Linked DNA regions of Sparus aurata: region 1 is linked to region 2. A link is a contact called in public Hi-C data. All regions are on one chromosome and are shown on one strand. The core of a region is the stretch at or near the end of the contact, and the rest is flanking DNA. Distances in the headings are between cores, read along the strand shown.

What was found. A called contact is a pair of places that touch in the nucleus more often than the background predicts.
Region 1: a Hi-C map of skeletal muscle shows a contact between it and region 2, with 2.1 times the contacts expected there. The contact joins the promoter of LOC115578393 here to the promoter of nfe2l3 in region 2.

Annotation. Positions count from the first base shown.
Region 1 is chr3:21,308,460-21,314,755 of fSpaAur1.1, forward strand. LOC115578393 (homeobox protein Hox-A10) reads right to left here and starts at 3,464. Exons shown (of 3, transcript XM_030411342.1): 1 at 3,230-3,464; 2 at 1-8. hoxa11a (homeobox A11a) reads right to left here. Exons shown (of 2, transcript XM_030411377.1): 2 at 4,712-5,978. The coding sequence ends at 5,746.
Region 2 is chr3:21,154,124-21,160,742 of fSpaAur1.1, forward strand. It overlaps nfe2l3 (nfe2 like bZIP transcription factor 3), which reads left to right and starts at 4,726. Exons shown (of 5, transcript XM_030412633.1): 1 at 4,726-5,633. The coding sequence starts at 5,118.

The sequences.
Region 1 (6,296 bases), core at 2,214-4,713, 150 kb after region 2:
TCATGGAGCTGAGGCAGAGAAAGGAGACAGCACAGTAATCAGTGTGTTCCCTCACCTCGCCTTAATGCACCACTACTGCCCCGTAGAAGGGGCGAGGTCCAACACGATGCAAAGTTTAAAACACATATTAATAACAAAGCTGTTAATTCTTCCTCCGGCTTTGAATTCAGCCGTGCCAACCAGCAAATAGTGTCTGAAACACTGATTCCTGCTTTGCTACAAATCAAATGCTACAACAAACCTCAGCAGCAGGCATAACAGAGTGATAGGCTTTAGATTTAGAAAAAGAATCAAACCTCTACACTGAAAAAACGCTCTGGTGAAAGTCCCAGCACCTAAAATAAAACTCTTTCGCTACAAACACACAACTAAGATACTACAGGTAGTCCACGTTAGAGGAAGATTTTGCAAAATCAAGTTTAAAAGCATTGTGCTGCAGAAACACACCAGCAAAGACATACAATAACAAAGTCCAGGGAGGTGGTGGTAGTAAAATGTTTAGGGAGAATTCGCCTTTGGCTAAATGACCTGGCAAGAAACCGCTTTATATGGTGCATCCTTTAGCCTCAAGACAGTCTGAACTCTTCCGCACTAAAAGCAAAGGTGTTAAGACTAATGCTGCCTGGGGATAGAAGGAGGAATATCAAACATTCGGCTTCTATCTCTCCCTTTTCTTCCTCTTCGTTTTCGTTTATTTATTTTCCCACAGGGAAGGTCTCTGTAGTAATTCATATAGTCGTTGAAGGATCTTGGTGTGCTTTTAAAATTTACTTTATAACATCAAACACTTTTTTTTTTTAACCTGAGGTTTTGGGCTAATATTGAATTATGTAAAACGCATTAAGACACCTCCGTGCGTAAACGACGGCGAACCAGTTCTCTGTCTGCAGCTATTAAAAACAATAAAAGTATTAGTCACGAAAAAAGGCCCTTTTCGAACAAATACACGGATCGTACTGGAACAATTACTGCACCTTTCAAATAATAAAATATTAATACAACATATATAACAGGATGAGCAATAACTGCCTTTATTAGAGCTCACCAGGAGCTGGTTTTGATAAATGTAATATATAAAACTTGCGCGCATTTAACTTCACATTTTACCTTCAAACATGAAAATATATTTAGGAAATTAGGATCAGTGTTATTAACAGCTGTATTTATGGTTTTATTCATTAATGTAGGATGCGGAATTAAGTTTATCTGTGCCCGATTTGACTTTACGCACAACACAGCAGAGCTTAAATCTGCATCTACTTTCGTTCCAAACCTCTGAGAACAAAAACAAGGATTTTGTTTCACCTCACAATTTATCCGTCTTTCTGCGTAACATCAGAAAATCCAAACTGTGCTCAGTATAAAACAATTCAAATACGTCCATCTGCTGCAAACAGGTATTGATCACGACTTTGTTGTGAGAGAAGTCGCACAGCAGAGCGCTACACAACAAAGCAGACATAAAGGTTGCACATACAAGTCATCCTGTCGGTCCAATTTGGGGCAATAAGGGCCACAATAAAACTCTCCTTCCATCTCGTAGTGTCCTTGGCCATGTGCACTCTATTGCTCTCCCCAGGTTGAAGTTAATCTCGGCCAGCTTTGCCATTACCAGGCCCAGGTGGTGGCCGCCACATCCCGCCGGGTTTGTTGTGCAGCCCTGTTGCACTGAAAATGAGGTGAAATTTCGGGAGAAATTCATAAATTGAGCCCATTTAGGTTCCCGAACGCTGCAGTCATTGACAGCTCATTTATGTAAACTGGCTTAAGATTTTTAGCGTGTCGACGGAGGACATTTGTCACTCCCTCCTGCTAAAAACGTACATATTTCAAATGGCTAAAATGACTGGAAGTTGGTCGGAGATTATTTATGTGTCTATGAATGAAGTGAAATAGTCTCTTTTAAAAGAAAATGTGATATATTAGAGAAATACATAAAATAAGGGCCTTTCTCTGCGGTGCGGGAGTTTTAAGGAGGAAGGCCGCGCGCCGAGCACTTGCGCCTGCTTATTAAATTCACAAGAAAACATACAATAATCCAGAAAACACGAAACTACTAAATACAGCCGAACGAACAGCATTAGTCCAAAGCATGTATGCTTTCCCCCGCAGCGGCCTGCTCTCTTATGGGACACATGAGCCCGTGAGGAAACTAAATACATCAATTAATTATGTGTGCCCGGTATTATATTGTTTTGGCCCGCACACTTCATGGTGTTGTCCTGGCACGGGGGCCTATCGATATCTCTGGGTTACAGTTATTAATTGTAGCTATTAAATCTTCATTTTCACAGCTGCCCGGCTATCATATCCTCAAAACAGTTTACTCTGACCACTGGCTTTGATCCGGCCCATATAATCGTGGCCGAAGAGGCCGTTTGAGTCGTATCATGTTCGTCCCGAGTGCAGTTATGAACAATAATGCCGCGTTTTATTACATCCAGCGGAAGCATTTATTTTTCACGAGAGACAAAGGAGAACGAGACTCGGTCCACACGCATTAAGGGTCCAGAATAGCCACTCGCCACTCGGACTGACACTGATAGCCGTGATAGTGCAGCAATGTGTCCATGACAGGAAGGAAAAGGGAGACGCTATTGCTGCCGTATCACAATCACATCTATCCGAATAAGAGCTTTTGTGCACTTGGCACGTACGGGGGAGTCTTTGGAAGGACGTCAAATGTCGTTAGTGGGTTTCTTTGAAGAAGAGGAAGAGGACCAAGAAGAATGAGCGCACGAAGCCAGCTGCTGTGATTTAAGATGAGCCGCTTCCGCACGCGATCTAAAAAAAATGAAATCATTTGTTTTGTGTCCAGCACCCACTGCTTCGTGCTGCATTTCTACACACTAACTGCTGTATCCCTTTTTCGTGGTGAATAATTAAAACAGACTTTTTCCCCAAATCCAAAACATTTGTGGCGAGACTGGACTGGTTGCTGATCTCTCCAGGTACGAGCCGGCCATGCTATACTTCAACCATTAAAAAGCTCTAGCTCAGCAAAATGAATAGCACATGCAGCATGAAGGCTTGGCACAGATGTGTTGCCTTATTAGGGCCCCCAGGAAGACTTTCTCCACCGCACGGCCCAGTGAGCACCGCAGAGAAATGTGGAGACTAAACTCAAAGCGGCTCCCATCTCAAAGTTACCGCAGAAGCGTCTTAAGGCCGAACACACGGAAGGTCTGAGCGAGCTATTCCAGCTCCGGCCTGTGTTGACAACTTTTACCTGCGTGCATTCGACGTGAGCTTGGAGACGAAGGATCCACGGCCATGACATTGGTCCCAACAGCGCCGCCCGGTGGTAGAGGAAGGTCCAATCCTGAGGGCAGCCGATCTACACGCCACTGATTCGAGGTGGATGAACCAGGCTTGGGGGGAAAAGCCTTTCAAATGAAGTCGATGCAGCGAGCGAGCAGAAGCTTTTTCCTATCCGTCCTCTCCCTGTCGTTGCTCTCGCCTCCTTGGTAACACAGTTAATAACCTTGGGTCTCAGACGGTTTATTGCACTGCACTCCAATTGTACAAATGCCCCAGACTCTCAGACAGCTTTTATGGCCACGTTGCTGCGGCAACGGGGAGGATGTCCCGTAATTAGGGACGGAATTCCAGCGCGCAGTAAAGGATGCGCAAGGCAAGGCCGGACTATGGCAGAGAGAGGCAACCATAAACTTCAGCCTCTCTCGCCGCGTTTATGGCCCTTTTGACTGTCATATATGAACGCCAATGCGCTGCGGCTAGCTCCCATAAACACAGTGATAACAACAGCAAACATGGCGACCCTAGCCAAAGGAGACTGCTGTTGGAGCAGTGTTTCCAAAGCCAATCAGCGAAATGACAGCGTGCACGTACAGACTACAGAGAGAGAGAGAGCGAGAGAGAGATAGAAAACAAAGTGTGTGCATGCTGAAATGCTGAATGTTTGGAAACAATACATTTTATAGGTATAGATAAAGGAGGACCTATACACGCTATCCAGAGTGGTTCAATGACAAAGATTTCCTTCAGATGGAATGCAGGAGTTGTAAAATAAAACATCTTATATGGCTCAACATATTGAGAGACGTGATTCAAAATAATTGCGAAACTCAATTTGAGAGCACAATGAAAACATTTCTGTTCTGTTTATATCTGTATTTATTCTACTGAAGCACACAACCACAGATTTAAGGTCACCCGCTCAAGTTGAACAAGAATCGACAGCTTTGTGATTCAATTTGTTGCTTTATTAACTTTTATTTTTAAAACTCAACATAAAATCACGTTTAATTTGCATTAGGTGGCGTTTTTCTGTTGTGTGTGTGCCTCGACTAGGTAGGACGGCTCATAATTTGCACGCGAGCGCTCAAATCTGCTGCACTTCAGTGTTTTTTAATTGTCTGCCATTCGCCATGGCACCAAACTGTGATCATTCCAAACCAGCGTGAGTTAAATGTGTGTATCTTGCGTGCGTAAAATGTTCCCAGTGTGCGTAATTCTACCCTCGAAATGTGTCAGCTCTTTCTTTCTTTTAAAACAAGAGGCTTGTGAATTAAACCATGACAAAGACAACACAAAAATAGAGTTTTTTTTTCAATAATCTTTTCATTTGTTTTTATTTGGAAATATAGTATAATACACAATAGTTTGGACATACCAAGCAATTGATTCAATGCGGTGACCCTGACCAGCCTTGCCCTGACAGCACACTTGAAAATGTATTTTTTTTTAAATCTTCGTGAGACAGCAAGTACCAAAGGATCACGAGTCATGAGAAAAATATTCTGTAATGCGTATCAATATGAGACCGAAGAGGCCCGCTGCGTTTACCTGTGTGAATATGTTGGGCGTGTACCTCAGTGCAACTCCACACGGATCCAGTAGACAAGCTTATCTCTCTGGTTTGGCCTGCATTATCAATACTCGACTGATAGTCTCCAAATAATCAAAAGGGACGACACTGATTTGTGAAATGAAAGATACGCAACATATAAATAGTCATAGCCCGAGCAGTCAATGAGCAGGCGACGGGAGAGACGACTAGATCTGGCATTCGAGGTCAGCCCAGTCTGAACAACGAATCCCAACAGCCTGCTTGTAATAATTGACTTAGTTAGCCGTGGCATTAAACAGAGATAGTAAACGAGTGGCTACAAAATAAATAAGCACACAAAACAGGAACACATTACATTCTCATCCGTTCGGACTCATTATTTGGTCACACCAATATAGATTCAGTTATTAAAGTCACATATTCGCCATCGTCCTCAAACGGAACCACCTTTTCTGATTTTAAAACAAAACAAAAGCCTAAAATAAATCTTTTGATTACAAAATACACTTAACCAGTCAATTAGTGACTGCTAATTTTTCTCGCCCGCATAAAAGGAGAATAAACGAGGCGCCCTGTGAGTCACTGCAATATTAACACGGGCCTTCGCGAGCGCACAGACAGAAATGTCTTTTTTTTAAAAAAGAAGAAAAATCCGTTTCCACATTTTCCCTCGTCAACAGAGTCTGAAGACCGAAATCAATGTCCACAGTCTGCTTTAATTCATGCTCTGTCTTTGGGTTCTTCAGATCACAGGATACTGTTGTCCTCGAACTTGAAATTAACCATCGAGTAGTGTTGTTGTTGCTGCTGCTGTCGCGGCCATTGTGGTACACAGTGTACACACAGGGAGAGTCAGTCTGTCTGTAAACGCAGTCAGTCCACACAGCAGCAGGAGGACTTTTTAAGAAGCTGTGTCGGTGCTCTTTTCACCCCTAAAGCAGAGGATTAGACGTGTAATATTGTAATCTATCTCTGTTGAGCTTCTTCTCCTTCATGCGGCGGTTCTGAAACCAGATCTTCACTTGTCGGTCGGTGAGGTTGAGCATCCGAGACAGTTGCATGCGTTTCTCCTTGTTAATGTACACACTGAAAAAGAATTCTCGTTCAAGTTCTCGGATCTGATATTTGGAGTACGGGCACCTTTTCTTGCGGGTCCTCTGTCCATCTGGAAAGCAGGAGAAAAAAGAAAAGAAGAGCGGTCACAGAAAATATAAACACTTCAAATTAGCCATGACTATGTTTAAAAAGAAAAGATTCAACCGGTTCGGATGTAGCCAAGATTACGCACGGGCGGATTTCCTCTACATAAAGCATATTTGCCATTACAATATTTCAAGTGTCATATTCGGACTGGAAAGATGACAAAACCACTGGCTCGCTGGGCAACACACTTGGGCTTTGACCTTTTCTAACAAATGAAAACAACACGCTCACTTTCAGATATCAGCTGCTCACAGCAACAGGAGCCGGTTTCTATGAAAAT
Region 2 (6,619 bases), core at 3,476-5,975:
CACACACACACACACACACACACACACACACACACACACACAAAAGACTGCTCAAGGCATAATGGATTAAAATAAGTAAAATAAAAAATATATTGGAATATTTTAGATCATACTCGTTTATATTTACATGTCAATAAAAAGGTGAATTACATTTTAAGGTAAACTATTCTTATTGTATTCTAGATTCTATTCCTAAAAATATCACACAATCACACACAGTATTTATCTAATAATTCATCTTCTTTCAAATTAAAATAAGAATTATTGTGGGAGGGAATTAGAACATTTTCCAGGAACGAAGTTTAACACACTATGGGTGTTTTTAATTACTTTGTGCGTTCTTAAACAAAATTAATATATATTTTAAAATGATTCCAAAACGATAAAATAAAACTATTAGCTCAAGAATTGATGATAGAATTTGACTGTCTTATTTTTAAAATACTGAAAACAAATAATTTGTTTTTAATTAGAAAAATGGAATTGTCCAATAATTATACATTTTTAAAAATATGACTTGAAATTAAATGAAAATTCTGCACAATCAGGAGATTAGATGGAACTCCATTTATGATATTAAGCTGTCTTTAGCTCAGCTAATTTAAACATCTCCTTTAACCTGCAACCGATGCCAAACATTAGGCTGTGTCCACTTTACATTATTGATTAAGGTAGCTGATCAATCAATAGATTCATGCCCAAAATTAATATTGCTCATCCACTTTTCATTTAGAGTTGAACTTAGTGTTTTCTGCCTTCAGCGATCTGATTCTAAATACTAAACAATTAAAACTAGTTTAAAGATGTGAGAGTCAGTTTGGATTGTCTCTGCACTCAGCATACAGCCTTAAATCTGACCCGTGATCAGTTTATAAATATGACCCTCAAAGTGAGTTTAAAGAGCAACTTTCATTCCTGAGGTCAAAAACAGAAAATACGATAAAATAGTCCCATGGAAATCACCTCGAGTTCCCCCAGCGTCCCTCGCGAGTCTTTCCGGGATATAAAGCTATGCGCAGGCGCACTAGCCTCACACGCATCATGTGCGATTCCACCAATCAGCGTGGCCCTCAGAGGAGCATGTGGGGGTGATTTAAGAGCTCTCCCCTAATAAATCTGTCAGAACTTCACAAAGTTGATTTAAATGTGTTTCACATCGTTATGAAAATACTTGCGGATTAATCAAATGACTGCGCGCTGGCGTCAGATCAGTTGGAGCAGATTACTCCTCACAGCTCCTTTTAAAGCGGCGCGATTTGGAGTTTTTAAACTGTGGATTTGTTTGGCCACCAAGTGGATCTGAGGCTCAGGCTGGTGCGAGGCGGACCGCAAATGTCACTTGTTATTTTAAAGGTTTGTGTTACAGCTGTGCGGGACTCTGGTGCGGGACTCTGGTGAGGCGCACGCACTGCTCAGGACGCGATTACGCGCAACTCCTCCAGTGATGGACTACACTTCTGTCTCAAACGGTCTGATGGCTCATTGCGTGAATGTGAACTTTATTACAGTTGGGCTGTAACAAGGCTGCAGCTGCATCCTAAATGAAGTGTGATGGACGTCAGATGAGCCCTGCAGCACGCTTGGCTCGTCCGCTGCAGATCAGTGCTCGTCCTGCAGGAGGTCTGAGACGGTCCAGGCGGCTGACAGACGCGATGTGTGTTGAACTTGTTGTTGTGTTGAACTAGACTCACTCATTATTGTCCCTTTAACGATTACCTTGACTTCTCTGTAGTGCAATGGCATTTACAAAGTTAGTGTGGAGTTTTTCCAAAAGGACTGATGTGGACTTCCATCGCACCCACACTCAGAGGTAAAGAGGTCAGAGTCGTAGAGACGCTGAGGAAATGGTTCCATCCATTTGGACTTCAACAGATTATTCTCACTTTACAGTTACAGGGTGTATATAGGGTATACTTGTACTATGTGTCGATAAACACAAGTGCATAAATACATCAATAGACATAGATGAATCATGAGGCTGTGAAACGAAATAAAATAAGAAAATATGACTTGGCATCTCTTTTGTTCTAAGATAGTTTTACAAGTCCACGATATTAAAATATCAAAATATCTATCTGCCTGATTTCACTTGAATAAGGAGAAAGTGATCTGAAGCTGTTCATGCATCAGTGTTACCACTATCCGCCAGCAGGGGTCGCAGTGGAGCCGCACTCCAGACAACCTCTTCCAGCGGAGATCTGCAGCCAGTCCTCTCCCTCCTCCACAGTTAGAGATGGGTGGCCTATTTAAAAGTTACCCCGAGTGAATTCGTGGAGAGACGTCACAGTTGAAGTCTTCAGGACAGGAGGGGTCATTGAATGGTTTGATGAGAAGAGAATAAAATAAAAAGAATGAATCAACATTTTAAAAAGTTAGGATGGTGAAGAGGATTTCAGTCTAGTTGTTTTTTTACTGTTAACTGTCACCCACCTGTAGCTCCACATAAATACACAGGAACATGATGTTGACTCTATGTAGGCCTACTCAACTCCAGTTTTCGTCTACGCTTTGTTTTATAATTTACTTTTAAGATTCAGACTTTATAAAGAAAACGTCTGATTGTTAAAGATGAAACAACCAAACAGAAAAGTATTTCCACCAACATTTAAATGCTGCTACGCATCAAGACATCTCAAAATAAGACTATGAAATACAGAACAAGGGTACTCTGAATAATGCATAAAACATTTTCTACTTATTTTTTTCTTTTTACTCAGTGATGGAATGTAACTAAGTACATTTACTCAAGTAAAAATGTACTTTACATGAGTATTTACATTTCCTGCTACTTTATATCTCCATTACAGAACAATTTGGAGGCAAGTATTTGTTTTTTAACACCTTAGTTAGGTGTTGCTTTGCAGATTGCATGCTGCATCAAAGAAGCACATTTTTAATATTCTTAAATCAGAAAACTGGATATCAGATCCAAAAACTGGCCGACCCACAGCATATACTGTACAACTTGTTTAATTTTCTTTTACCGTTTTAATACTTTAAAATCAGATACTTTCAGACCTCCACTCATGTGTGGGTGACTTTCACTTTCATCAAAGTATAATTTCAACATAACACCTTTACTTTCACTCATGTATGACTTTTGGGTACTTTTTACAACACAGGTTTAACTAACAAGTAGATGACATGACATGAATGTGTCTCCCACCACTGGATATACAGTGTACATACTCAATGTATTTCACTCTGTTCTTCCAAAATAAATGTTTTCTAAATGTGCAAACAGTTTCTGTTTTCATTTCTGTCTGTGTTTTGGTTTAACTCAAGGCTTTCCCTAATCAATCCACCCACATACGGCAGCACAAGCCTTGGATAATGTATAACAGCAAACACATTAATCTGGTCTGACTCAGACCCTGGATGTCTGACTGTAGCAAAACAAGAGTTTTCTGAAAACACCCCTTTTGATATTGTCCTAATACAAGCAAAATAGTTCACTGCTGAGGTCTTGAAGGACAAGTAAAGACATTTGTCTTGTTTGTGTGCTTTTATGATGTGTGACTGTGAATCTGAAAAAGAAACAGGGCACTGATATAACCCGGACAGCTCTCATTCCTTGTATCTTTTCCATTTTTCACTGAGCTGCAGTACATGCTCATTCATGCAGGGGCCTATATATATATTATCTATAGGTTATCGGTCTTATTTAGCCAGAGGAGACGACTTCAAAAAGTTTCAAGGGGCTTCATCTTGTACAGCATGTACAGTACGAGCAACGTGAATAGTGAGGAGTTATAATATCATATTTTCATCTGAGAGGGACTAGTGGTTCAGTTCTTAAATAACATGTTTATGATAATATCATGTTCAGTCCCAAAGTATGAGCTATTTTAGTCCCAGTTCGCAATTTCTGTCTCCTGATGAACAGTGCTGTATTTATCAAAGTATCTGAGCCTTTTCTAAAGCTCAGTGTGAATGTGCTCCATTACCGTTAAAAATCCTGCATTTAATATTTTTACTTAAAATGGGAGAGATCTTATGTGAAATATTGACTAAAAGTGTCCCATTATGCAGAATGAGCCAGTTTTAACTGTCACATTATGATGGAATATATTATTTCTTCTATTACGCTATAACTCTTTTATATGTAGTTGGGTAGTTTAACAACACGTTGTATCCATTAACTGACATGTTGAAAGAGATTTTAATCTGGAAAGTACCAATGTACTTTAATAGGCTGCAGCTGCCCACTGTGATGAATGCATTTTAATTTAAATGATGAATAAAGTATGAACTGATGTGTTATCTTTGTCCAGTGGGTGAGGTGTTTTGTTGCCTCCCCTGTTGGTGTGTTTTCTCTTTGACAGGGGATTAAACATGCAGCAGATGATGAACACTTGAGCAAATTCAATCTGTAATTCAGCCGCTGACCAGCAGGACAAACATGGGACGAATGCAGGTCAGTAGCACAAACTGTCCCGGAACTGCAGCCCGACCTGCTGCAGAGGAATCCTCTCCGGATCACCGAGCTGATGGAAGTTTAAAATCAAACCAACAGAGATCAGTTAATGATTTGTAAATCTGAAGTGATATCAACTCCGTTTCCGATATTATTCCTGTAACATGTGGAGTTATAAATCGGGGTGGGGGCCGGCAGTAGTCAACAACACTCCCCTTCTCTCATTGGTCAAAATATCAACAGACACTCATGTTGTCCAATCAGATACTGTTGCGGTGGGCGCTCTGGTCCAATCAGCGGAAGCCATGCAAATCCTGAAACGAAGTTTCCCCAGTAGCAGCACTCTCCGCTGACAGCATTTAGCCACTCAGATGTTTCATTTTCTGTTTGATTAGCAACTTGCGGAAGGTTTTGAAAGCCAGATGTCGCAGACGAATGATTTCTCCGATATAAGGAACTGAAGAATAACCTCATCGCTATGTTTGCGCCAAGAGGTTAACGTTAACCGGTAATCAAAGCTGATAGCTAACTGCTAACAGCTAGCATAGCGATCTAACGATTTCGCCGGTACAGGCGGACCTCTTTGTCTGACAGGGGAAGGCGTGCTCTTTTGTTAGCTTTTTCCCTTTGTCCAGTGGGGAAAGAGGAACTGTTTGGTCAGGATTTCACAATTATCTATTGCTCTGAAAGTATTTAGAAAATGCAAATCGCGAAAAAATACTTCACAGAAGGCCTGATTCAGTTAACAATCTTACTCAGTTTGATCGGAGTTCGCGTGGATATCGACAGCTACTTAAGCGGCTACTATTCGCCTCTGATAGAGATTAACTTGGGTCCTAGCTCAGCCTACACCCAGACACCCTTTCATAATTTGAGAGACACTCTTGACGGATACAGTGTGCACCCAAAATGTCCCGAGTTGGACTATTTCTTTGCAAGTCGCCGGCTGCTAGACGAAGTGAGGACCCTCGGCTCCCCGCGGTTCCCCACTCAGTTGAACGCATGGCTGGTGCACCAGGTGTCTGCCGCAGAAGAGGCTGACGATGGGCCTTCAACCAGCAACAACTCTGACACCAGCCCCGGGTTAGAAAGTCGCGGGGACGAAGCCAGAGATGACAGTGAACACCTGCCCGACAGTGGCCAAGAAGTGTGCCAAACAACCTCTGAACTGGGACGAGGGCCTTGCACCGCTGGAGCCTGCGGGTTTCTTAAAGAGGCGAGTGTGTGATGTAACACAAAGATAGACAGACTGCTGCTAGTTACGATATTTGACCAACACGCCTGACTGAGCAGCTAAAGTACTGAAAGTACTCAGCTAACAACTGAGTTGATGAACTAGAGCTAAAACTTCCTCATTGCTTAACAGAAAATGCTAATGCTATCACTAGCTAACTAGCAGCATGAACCCATGTTGTATAATAATGGATGTCATCCAACAAGTAACTTATTATGTTGCAGCATTTCCTGGTGCACCTGTAGTCAAGATAACAACATGTGATAACCTGTGTGCAGAACTTTAAATTGTGCATTCACTTTCACTTTGGATGGCTCCACAACTCCAGGGCCACAGATGCAATTCAGTCATAGCCTGGTTAGATAAGGGGACTGACATTTATTATGGATTTGGTAACTCAGTTTAAAGGCCTTACTGGTTTGGCAGAACAAATAAGTCATCGATATGTCCAGGTGATGAGAGGTGTAGCTGAAGTATTCACCGGTCAGCTGCACCTGTCACCATGTCACATTAAGCCCTCTCTTGTTAACAATAGAATTAACTTCACAAATAAGACTGCTGTATTTGGGGACTGTGCAGCTGTTTAACTGTTTGACAAGAGGTTCACCCGCCTGTTCTTGTCTAAAATCATCGATTGGACGTATGTGTGGTTTCATATTTCATGATGTGGCTTCCCTCTGGATTATGTGACTACCATTTTATTAGACTGTAATCACACCCAGACCTTTTTATATTTAATCCTCCCAGTGATCCAGTTCTTCTAGCTGAGGGTAGAAACAGCTGCTTGGTGCATGTTATGTCCTGGGGGCAGTTGATGTCGCCATTTGTGTAACTATATCCCCTTTCTTCAGATGCAACCGCCAGCTGTAAGCCTGGAGAGGCGGAGAAGTGAGGCTTAGACCCACACCCTGTTTGCTTACACAAAAGCGGTGGTCCATACTTGAACACTGCCCTCCTCCCAGGGTTCT